Regions from separate parts of the Mus musculus genome. Here all the other regions are linked to region 3. Evidence: chromatin contacts called from public HiChIP or PLAC-seq data. All regions are on one chromosome and are shown on one strand. Each heading gives the region's core, a stretch centred on a gene start, on an enhancer-like site or on the middle of the called end of the contact. The rest is flanking DNA. Distances are from core to core; before and after follow the strand shown. Region 1 has its middle 24 kb from the start of Necab1. Region 2 holds the start of Otud6b (OTU domain containing 6B). Region 3 overlaps Necab1 (N-terminal EF-hand calcium binding protein 1).

Region 1 (3,152 bases), core at 635-3,134, 210 kb before region 3:
GCTCTCTTTTGCTAAGCTATAATTGCTTTCACATGATCACAAAGTGTACATTTACAGTTTGTGTTTTATGCTGTATTTGGGATGCAAAGAAATACTTGATTCAAAAAGGGAAAAAGCAAACCTTCCTAGAAATGGGAACAAAACACCCATTGGAAGGAGTTACAGAGACAAAATTTGGAGCTGTGACAAAAGGATGGAACATCTAGTGACTGCCATATCCAGGGATCCATCCCATAATCAGCTTCCAAACACTGACACCATTGCATACACTAGCAAGATTTTGCTGTAAGGACCCAGATATAGCTGTCTCTTGTGAGACTATGCCAGGGCCTAGCAAACACAGAAGTGGATGCTCACAGTCAGCTATTGGATGGATCACAGGGACCCCAATGGAGGAGCTAGAGAAAGTACCCAAGGAGCTGAGGGGATCTGCAACCCTATAGGTGGAACAACAATATGAACTAACCAGTAGCCTGGAGCTCTTGTCTCTAGCTGCATATGTATGATGGCCTATTCAGCCATCACTGGAAAAAGAGGCCCTTTGGACTTGCAAACTTTATATGCCCCTGTACAGGGGAACGCCAGGGCCAAAAAGGGGGAGTGGGTGGGTAGGGGATGGGGAGGAGGGGATGGGGGTCTTTTGGGATAGCATTGGAAATGTAAACGAGGAAAATACCTAATTAAAAAAAAAAAAGGGAAAAAGCAAGCTAGCTGAAATAGCACTGAAACACAATCAGGCAACGCTAGACAGTTTCAGTTAGGTTGATTATATTTAGACCAGAAGGTGGCATAAGAGTTATAGTAATGGGAAATTATTCTCAATGACTGAATTTTCTTAAAGGATTGTGTTGTAAACCAGGGTCTACATTATATAATTCTCTTTTAGTCTAAGAAAATAAGCATATATTTAAGTATATAAGCAAAAATCTCTTTTTCATTTAAAGTTGCTCAATGATTTTTGAAAAGTAATATGCACGTACAAAACAAATTGTAAAACTATCCAAATCTTACAGTCCGTGAACAACTGAGCAAATATAATGGTGCTTATATCTCCATACTTTATCTAGTAATATCAACTGCAGACTACTATACCCACTGCTATTCTCATTTAAGAATATATAATGGGCATTTGAGTTAAAAGGATTTCATATACCCATAGAGTGGCAGAGAAGTGCTCCACTGTACTGTGTGTACATAATTAGCTTCATTACTCCATGATTTACATAAACTCTATGCAGCATTTTACTGGGGTACAGAGTTCTTAAGAAACTCTCTTTCTCTCTCTCTCATATATATATATATATATGCACATATATATATACACATACATATATATACATATATATATATATATATACATCATCTACATTTACATATACATATCCTGCTCGCCTGCATTCATTCATCTTCCTTATCTAAACTTTCTAAGACTTATTATAGAAACAAAACGGTTTAAAAGTTGGAATTTTGAAGACTTTTTCAAGTATTTTTAAATTCCCTCTATGAAACCCTTACTTAGTTTCTTTCACTACTGTATGAAGGCACAGATTTTTCACCTTCTGCATTAGCCTTGCATTTTACCCTGGATATTAGTCCGTTTTAAAAATTATTGTAATAAAACAAATGAATAGATTAACTCTAGCTCCTAATTCTGGAGATTCAAATGCAATGGCCCAGCATCATCTTGCCTCTGATGAGGGCCTCTTGCAAGATGGCAAAGGAACAGATGAAAGAGAGACAGCTCATCACCAGACAGGAAGCATGAGGGATTCAAGAGCTGACTTACTCTCCCTACAACTTGCTCTTGACCACATTAATAACTGTTCTGAGTCCTGGAGGCAGCACTCACAGTGAGCTGAGCACCATCTGGTAGGCAGCATCCCTTAGTAGGGCAATGCCACCTACTGTACAGACACATGCAGGATTCTGTCTCCATCATATGAGTCCTCACTGGATACACTACTAAATCCTATCTAAACCATCATGCCTAATAATAATCTCTAAAATATAATCTGCTAAGAAGTTTCTTACATGATTTTCATCTTTATGGGTAGACACAAAATTTGAAAAATATTCTTATTAAAGGTCATTAGAAACTTTGTTCATATTAGTTGATGCGGGTTTTTGTTTAATGAAAGAACAAATACATGCTAGAGTCCTCACCATGTGTGCTAAACTCATCAGATGCGTGCCACGCCCCACCCCGCCCCTCCCGACTCAAGCCCCGCCACCCGCGCCTCACGCCTTCCATTCTCTCCTGCTCTGAGCTCGCCACTCTGAGCCCCTCGCCGCCTCGGACCCATCTCTCACTCGGCTACTACCAGACGGGATGCCCCAATGGCGACTAGCCTCCCCTTATCCCCATAGCTGCCCAAGGCAGGACACCTTTAAGACCATATTCATACTTTGTTTATTAGCCTAGGATGTGTAAATATTTTCATGATTAAAGGGATAGATTCCATACATGGAAACCAGTTTGATCATGTTTTATGTCTGGGAAAGAGCTCCTATGACTTAAATGAATGGTTGGAGATTTAATTTCATATGTGGCATAGTAGTCTGGATGCCACAGTATGATATATAATATCACAGCCAAGTGAAATTAATTTTGTCATAGTTTCAGGCCAAAATCCAAGTTGAAGGTATTAGCAAATTCAGGATCTGGGATGGTTTCTCCCTACCACATAGGAGTGGGAATAGAACCTAGTATCAGGTGTGTGTCATACAATTATTCTTCCACTAAGATACCGCTTCAGAGCTTCTTCCTTTCAGACAAGTCTCACTATCTAGTTCAGCTTGCCTTGAACTTGTGTTACTCCTGCATGTGATGAGAGAGCTGAGATTAGTGATGTGAAGCACCACACTCACCTAACCCAGTTTCCAGAAAGCCCTTTCTCACCGTGGCCTCCTATCACCCTTCTGTGTAAACTAGAGAAAAGCCCTTGGTATCTCTGTTTCTTCTAATGAGCATCCTGATCTTGAGCAGATTAGGGCCCCACCTTCATAACATCATTTAACTGTAATGATATCCTTAAAGGCACAGTGTTCAAATCTAGTCAACCTGGAAAGAGGTCTTCTGTAAGTGAATTTGAAGAGATCACAGTTTAGTCCCAGCACTTGGTGTATAAGTAGCATTGTGTGGGTAATAGCTC
Region 2 (3,492 bases), core at 630-3,129, 140 kb after region 3:
TTTAGAGTTGCAAGAAAAGTATCTTAGGTCATAACTGGATTTCTTAGTCTAGATACTTGTATAACACTCGCCCACAACATTGAAATTAAACAAAACAAAACAGGATATGTGTAGTTGTTCTTTTCTCTTCACCAAAATTAATTTAAATGTATCCCTGTAGTGACTATTCCTGGATGTCATCTTGACTATATCTGGAATGAAAAACAATCCAGAATTGGAAGGCTCACCTATGATCCTAATCTGGAGGCTGGGAGATGCAAGTTTCTGACCTAGATCTTGGCATGGAGCTCTTGAGGCATAGTGGCTATGAATCCCAGAAGATTAAGATAGGGAGATCTCTGAGTTCAAGGTCATCTGGGATTAAAGGCGTGGTGGAACACACCTTTAATCTGCACCACACCTTCTGAAGACTTCCATAAGTATGTTGGAAGAAGGAAGATTTACTCTGTCTTCTTCACCTGCCTACCTTGTGGGACTGAGCAACTGCTAGATCCTTGGACTTCCATTCACAGCTGCTGCTCACCATTGTTGGGGAGTTTGGGCTACAGACCGCAAGTCATCAATAAATTCCCTTGCTATATAGAGACTTTCCATAGGTTCTGTGACTCTAGAGAACCCTGACTAATACAACCCCTTACAGGTTTATACAGTTGTAGGTGCAGTTCATTATTCATCTCTGGAAATAAGTTTTCAATTATTTCCAGAAATATTATTTCAACTTCATTTGTTTTGTTCTGTCTCAGGCATTTATATATAAAAAAGAATATGTTTGTCTATCTATTTTTTTTAAGATCTATTTATTTATTATATGAAAGTACATTGTAGCTGTCTTCAGACACTCCAGAAGAGGGCATCATATTTCGCTATGGATGGTTGTGAGCCACCATGTGGTTGCTAGGATTTGAACTCGGGACCTTCAGAAGAGCAGTTGGCGCTCTTATCCACTGAGCCATCTCGCCAGCCCCTGTCTATCGACTTTTGAGACAGGGTCTCACCTATGTAACTCTCTGGACATCCTGGAACTCCCTATGTAGACAGGCTGGCCTCAAACTCACAGAGATCTGCCTGCCTGCCTCCTAAGTGCTGGGATTAAAGGCCTACACAACCACAATCAGCCCTAAATAGAGATTTTTTTTTTTTTTTAAATTTTACTGGACCAACACTCTGAGTCTTCCACTCCTGCCACCATTCCGTGAGCATTCTTGTTTGCCTTTGCTAATTTGTTTTTGTGGCACACGAGTTACATTTGTTAAATCTTGCCTCAAATCTTCAAAACACCCTGACATCACTGTTAATCGTTTTACAACTGAATTTAGCAAATGGACTTTACTAAGCTTAGTCCTTTTTTATCTCTTTCATCACTTATTTCAAGAGTAGGCATTCCTTACTTAGCGTTTCCCCTTTTACCACATTGTAAAAAAACAAAAAACAAACCATTCCCTAGTGTATGACTAATATAACGTAAAGATCCTCATTGAAAACAAACCACGCTTTTATTAAAATTAAAAAAAAAATCTTTTCAACATGTTTTGGCAAAGAGGACAACTACGGAGCGTTCTAAAGCACAAATTGAAAGCTGTGCGAAAGAACGTCCGTGATGTCATCTCCGTGCGCCCCGTCAGGGCCAATCGCCTGGCGCGTAGCTTTGTGCTGCGGTTGCTCCAGCGCCGGGCGCGTCCTTAATCGCACAATCCCAGCTTCCGGCGCGCCGCCCAGAGCGGTCCGAGCGCGCAGGCGCCCTAGCCCATGTCGGCGTCTCCCGGTTTCAGTGGTTAGACCTGGATCCGGAGCCGCCTTGAGGCGGGGCTGGGCCTTCCCGGCGGCCAATGGCGCCCCGGGTGAGGGTTGAGGAGTGGGAGGTGCTGGCCCTCCTGAGGTGCGGATCTCCTTCAGCGCGGGTGCCGGGCCGCCTGGTCGTCATGGAGGAGGTCGTGGCTGAAGAGCTCGATGATGAGGAGCAGCTGGTGAGAAGGCATCGGAAGGAGAAGAAGGAGCTGCAAGGTGACGGGAAAGGGGCTGGGAATGTAAGAGGCGTCCACACCCAAGGCTGGGAGCGTGGAGTGTGTCCTCTGGTACCTGGACGGGCACACGTCCTGGATCCGTCTAGGCTTTCCCTCAGATAACTTTTGATCAGTCTTCTCCAGCTTTCCCCATTCCCTCGACCCCCTTATTTGCAGTCCCCGGAGATGTCCCCGTGTGCGACCTGCCGTGGACCCCTAGCGGGTCCGGTGCACGTGCTGCTGCTGAGTGATGTGCCTGGAGACCAAAGTCTTGGACCTCCTCTTCCTCCCTTCCCATTCCTGCCCCCGATCCCGACGCCTGGCCTTAGTGGTGTGGTCTGAATTGCTTCTCCTTGGCTTGTCGGTCACAGAGAAAGATATTTAAAAGGCAGAAGTTTTACCTTAGTATAGTTTTTTAACCTTGGTTTTGCCCTGTCAAACCAAACAAATTCGAGATTGTGTTTACGTTGGGTCGCAAGCCTCATCCGGACCTTTCTCCGTAGCTGATTGTTGTGTCATGATTAATTGCTTCTATAATTACTTTACATTCTATAATTGTACCTCTTCCCACCCTCTTAACTGCTTTTCGCTTTTTGGTCCGGGGGCTCTGACACGGCTGTTTTGATGACTTTTTTTAGCCAAAATTCAGGGAATGAAGAACGCTGTTCCCAAAAACGACAAAAAGAGGAGGAAGCAGCTCACGGAAGATGTTGCTAAATTGGAAAGAGAAATGGAGCAAAAACACAGGGAAGAACTGGAGCAATTGAAGCAATTGACTTTCAAGGACAGTAAGGTATGGGGAGCGAAGCTTGTCTCTGAGCCCGAGCAAACAGCTGTCTGAGTGTGTTGAACTGCTTATTGAATACGGTCTCAAAATTCTGAAATCGAGTCATACAGTCACACATCACATTTCCTCGACATTAGTTTTTTTAGACAGAGTGCCTTGTAGTCTAGGCTGTCACCCATGTGGATTTGGAGCAGAGGCTAAACCTTGAACTTTAACTTCAGATCCTACTGGTGTGACTTCACAAGTGCTGGGATTACAGGCATGCACCACCACACCTAGCTGTACATTTCTTTAGTATTTTTGTGACCAGGTTTATGGGCAGATTTTCTTTTTTTAAATGGAAGAACAGCAAAAAAGTGCCTACTTCCTTAACCTAATAACCATGTAAAGTATAAGTTATTGCCAGATAAGGTTTGCCTTGAGTGAAAGTTGGCAGCCGAGACTGCTCGTCAGGAACTCCTGATGAATGAGATTGTAACCTCGGCAAAGCTTCTTAATCAACCCTAGAATAAATTTCTCCACATGGGACAATAAATATGAAATTATAGTTAAGTAGAGAAAGCTGTCCTGAAACTCACTCTGTAGACCAGAAATCCGCCGGCCTCTGCCTCCCGAGTGCTGGGATCAAAGGTGTGCGCCACCATGCCCGGCTCCATGCATCTGCTTGGTGTTTACCATTCTGCCTAATGTGTATACCAGCTACTT
Region 3 (3,543 bases), core at 374-2,873:
GCAAAATATGATAGCCTATTGAGGTTTGGTCTCTTGCTGTATACTATAATGTTAAATACTGGCCCTCAAGGTCTGGTGGCTCTCAGGAACAAGGAGATCCTCACATAAACCAAGTGATGCTGTGTAACTGTTGTAGCCCCTGAATTACTGATGCTATCTCTCTGTGGTTAATTGCCCTGCTTCTTGGAAGCCTCACCAAAGAGACTCCAATGTTGTAGACAGTTTGCCTCTGCATATTTTCCCACAGAAGCCCTGCCCCTTCTGTGGCAAGCACAGTATGCAGGCAGCTGGTTTCTGCACTGTGTCCCCCTGCAGCAAACCCAGGGCTCCCTCCCTGTCTCTAGCCACTCTGAGGAAACCCAGCCCAGGCTAGGATGACACTGCCCATAAACCCCCCTTAATAAAACACCCAGCGGAGCCAGATGCTAGCTTGAGCTGGCCTCCCTGCCTCTGTGAATCTAGCCCTCCCTCTGAGAGCTCTCCAGGTGCTTGTCTTTGAGACCTTTAGAGAAATAAATTCAAAGAAGATTAAGGCCCCACGTTTAAATCATGGAGAAAAGGTAATCAGAGGTCACAGATAGTTAATGCCCAGCCATAAAATTAGTCCCTGATAACCCCACAACAGACACCGATTTATCCCCCTCCCAGCTTCAGTTCTGTCCCACCAAATGATTACAGCCCTCCACTCCCCTTTTCCCAGAGAATTCAGGGGATTCCTAACTATACTGTATATAAACCCAATGTTTTACAGACTCAGCATCGCATGCCTGCATTTACCCTGTGAGTGTGGGGCATGTGATCTAAGTCAAGACTTGAAACACTAAAAAGACTTTTGCAAGTTGCAGTTGAATTCACAATTCTTGGGCTCAGTCTGGGTTTCCCATGGACTCAGGGCATAACATAACCTTGCTCCCCAAGTTATCCCTGATTGGTCAATAAAGATGCCTACAGCCCATAACTGGACAGAAGAGAAGTAGGTAGGACTTCAGTTCCCAGGCCTGGAGTCTGAGGCAGGACCACTCTGACTGAGGAAGAGAAGGTGGAAAGAGAAGAAGATGCCATGTGGTAAGGGATCCTAAGAACTGTCCATGAGGGCTGGCCAGTTGGAATAAGTAGCCCAAGCCGAACATGGCAAGTCATATCTTGGGTTTATTTACAGGGAAGTAGACAAAATAGCCATGGAGGGTTAAAAGCTGCCCAGCACTAGTGCCGTTAAAGCTTATTGTAAATATGAGTTTTGTGTCTTTTATGTGGGAACTGAATTATCTAAGGCAGATTAGAAACCCCCCAATTAATATTAATATTTGCCACAATACCTTTTAAATCACTGGTGAAGCATTAGAAATGCATCAGTAAGCTCACATTCTTAAAAAGCAAATTTGTAGTAACCGCCCATTATCTGGTGTCACAAAATATCCAAGAAACTGAGCTATGCAGAGACCCATAGAAGTTCTCTTTAAAACTTAGCAGCTTTGGGGCAGTGGCAACGACTGCCCCATCAAATGCACTTCGGGAAGTTTTAAGATGCTGGTGCCTATGTTCTGCTACCTCTGCCCCACAGAGAGGTGATGCTGAAATCTCCTGGGTGATTCTAATTGGCTGTCTTGCTTTGAAAGAGGATCTGTCTCTCGCAAAGGGCACTTTGTTTAGCTTCCGTTGCTACATAGTTTCAGGCTTCTGTATCACTTCGGGTAGGGAATAGTTGCATCTTTCCCGGTTAAGTTTCTGGCTGGCAGTCCTGTGGGTGCCTGTGAGACAATAACCTCCCTTTCCTCCTCAGCACATCATGCTTGTGCAGCGCCAGATGTCTGTGACAGAAGAGGATCTGGAAGAATTCCAGCTTGCTCTGAAGCACTATGTGGAGAGTGCTTCAGCTCAAAGTGGATGCCTGCGGTGAGTGCTCATATGCAAGCCAGCCCCTCCCCCACTGCCAGCCTTTCACCCTTGGCAAAAGTGGGAGGTTTGATGGGGGTGGGGGGAGGTTCCAGAGCATTCTTCAGTATGAGGTTTTAGCTAGAGCAATAAGACAATTAAAGGAGATCAAGGGGATACAAATTGGAGAAGAAGAACTCAAAAGTATCACTAGTTGCAGATAATATGATAGCGTATACACAAGTGACCCCAAAACTTCCACCAGAGAAAAATTATCAAGCTGATAAACACCTTCTGTAAAGTGGCCGGACACAAAATTAACTCAGAAAAACCAGTAGCCTTCCTTTATATAGGCATTTTCAAATCCTCCTGTTAAATTCTGCGGAGCCATCCAGCCATCTAGGTTATGACATTTGCAGAGTTTAGCAGGATATTTTGTTTGATCCTTGAACCAGCGTTGATTTAATCATTTGGCACACCGAGGGAAATAAAATGGAAATAAACTGTGAATGAGGAAGGTTTCAAATAGATCGAAATTTCCCCCTTCTGCACACAGCAACCAGCACTCGTTGAAAATCATCTTTGTAGAGAAGGCTTTCACTCATGGGGGTCTGGCTTTGATTGCCCTGTGGACTAATGATCATTTCTGCCATTGTGGAAATAGAAGGGCTCTCCAAAATTATGCTCTCAGACCATGATTATTTCACAGAAGCAGCGGCAGCATTTATTTTCTCTCTTCACTTCATAGCTTCCTCTCAGCTGTTATGTAAAGAGTAATAGAACATGCTAAACTGCATCTGTAGTTTCTTGATATGACTGGTCCCGTAAATCAGTATGTGCATCATTTTCCACAAACAATGGTAGAATTCCTGCCATGGGAACTCTACAGTGCCCCTCCAAGGCATATCCTGTCGAATGCTAGCTCTTTGTCTAGACACGGAATCCCATATACACGGTCATCTGTCCATAATCCAGCAGTATGTGTTGCTTCTTAACATGCCTCAGACCTGGCCAGGCTGCTCCTTAAATATCCACTCAGCTGCTCTCTCATGCTGTCAGACATCCACAGCACAGGCCCAAACTCACCTGTTTTCAGAAAACTTCCACAACATATACCCCTTCCTGTGAAATTATTTCAACTGCATTCCCTAATGGTCTTTAAACATTAGCAGATGTGTGTTTGTGTGATGTACAACTGTCTTCATAGAAACACATGTATTATGTCTGTGTTCTGCTCTTCTTCCTGGTGGTTAATTAATTTTTTATTTATGGTGAAACCTACTTATCAGGTCTTGGGAAAAAAGCTAGAAGGAAACGGGAATTAAAGCCAGGGATACACAGCCTTGTGTCTTGGGCAATCTCACTGACTGCAAACCTCAACTTTCATCATCAAGAACCTCATGAAGGCAGACATGCTCACACCGGCCTGTGGTCCCAGCTCCTTGAGACAGGAAGATAACGCAATGAGGCATTGCCGAAGTGACAGAATGAGTTCAAGTCCAACCTGGGCAATTTTAGTGAGACTTTCTCTCAAACACAGAAAGAATTATGAATGTACTACAGAGGTAGAACTTGACTAGCATGTATTAGCCTTTGGATTCAATCCTTAGTACACACACACACACACACACACACACACACACACACACACGTCTCATGAAATGTTTATAT

The links. HiChIP or PLAC-seq counts read pairs in DNA pulled down with a chosen protein or histone mark.
Region 1: a contact with region 3 is called in an H3K4me3 HiChIP or PLAC-seq map of the SCID.adh cell line, with 8 times the contacts expected there. The contact joins two enhancer-like sites. A contact is called at or near these places in 1 of 39 promoter capture datasets (hippocampal neurons), 4 of 15 datasets of contacts at CTCF or cohesin (hippocampal excitatory neurons, large pre-B cells, liver and 1 more), 99 of 484 Hi-C or Micro-C datasets (3T3-L1-derived adipocytes, the AML12 cell line, the AtT-20 cell line and 57 more) and 11 of 115 datasets of contacts at active chromatin or transcription factors (PVALB interneurons, the SCID.adh cell line, SST interneurons and 7 more).
Region 2: an H3K4me3 HiChIP or PLAC-seq map of the SCID.adh cell line shows a contact between it and region 3, with 19 read pairs. The contact joins the promoter of Otud6b here to the enhancer-like site in region 3. A contact is called at or near these places in 8 of 484 Hi-C or Micro-C datasets (the G1E-ER4 cell line, Sertoli cells, cerebral cortex and 3 more), 3 of 115 datasets of contacts at active chromatin or transcription factors (the SCID.adh cell line, bone marrow-derived macrophages and neural progenitor cells) and 2 of 9 other capture datasets (adipose tissue and pancreatic islet).

What each region holds. Positions count from the first base shown.
Region 1 is chr4:15,171,468-15,174,619 of GRCm38.p6, reverse strand. No RefSeq gene overlaps it. Among named protein-coding and RNA genes, the nearest start is that of Necab1, 24 kb to the right of the region's middle. Within about 2 kb of position 1,884, at least 1 of the 459 cell types and tissues checked has an H3K27ac peak or open chromatin away from gene starts, as enhancers often do. A contact at or near this core is called in the SCID.adh cell line, where this site is marked.
Region 2 is chr4:14,824,800-14,828,291 of GRCm38.p6, reverse strand. Otud6b (OTU domain containing 6B) reads left to right here and starts at 1,879. Exons shown (of 7, transcript NM_152812.4): 1 at 1,879-2,001; 2 at 2,639-2,793. The coding sequence starts at 1,920.
Region 3 is chr4:14,964,256-14,967,798 of GRCm38.p6, reverse strand. Necab1 (N-terminal EF-hand calcium binding protein 1) reads left to right here. Exons shown (of 13, transcript NM_178617.4): 10 at 1,781-1,893. Among named protein-coding and RNA genes, the nearest start is that of Gm11837, 35 kb to the right of the region's middle. Within about 2 kb of position 1,623, at least 49 of the 459 cell types and tissues checked have an H3K27ac peak or open chromatin away from gene starts, as enhancers often do. A contact at or near this core is called in the SCID.adh cell line, Sertoli cells and neural progenitor cells, where this site is marked.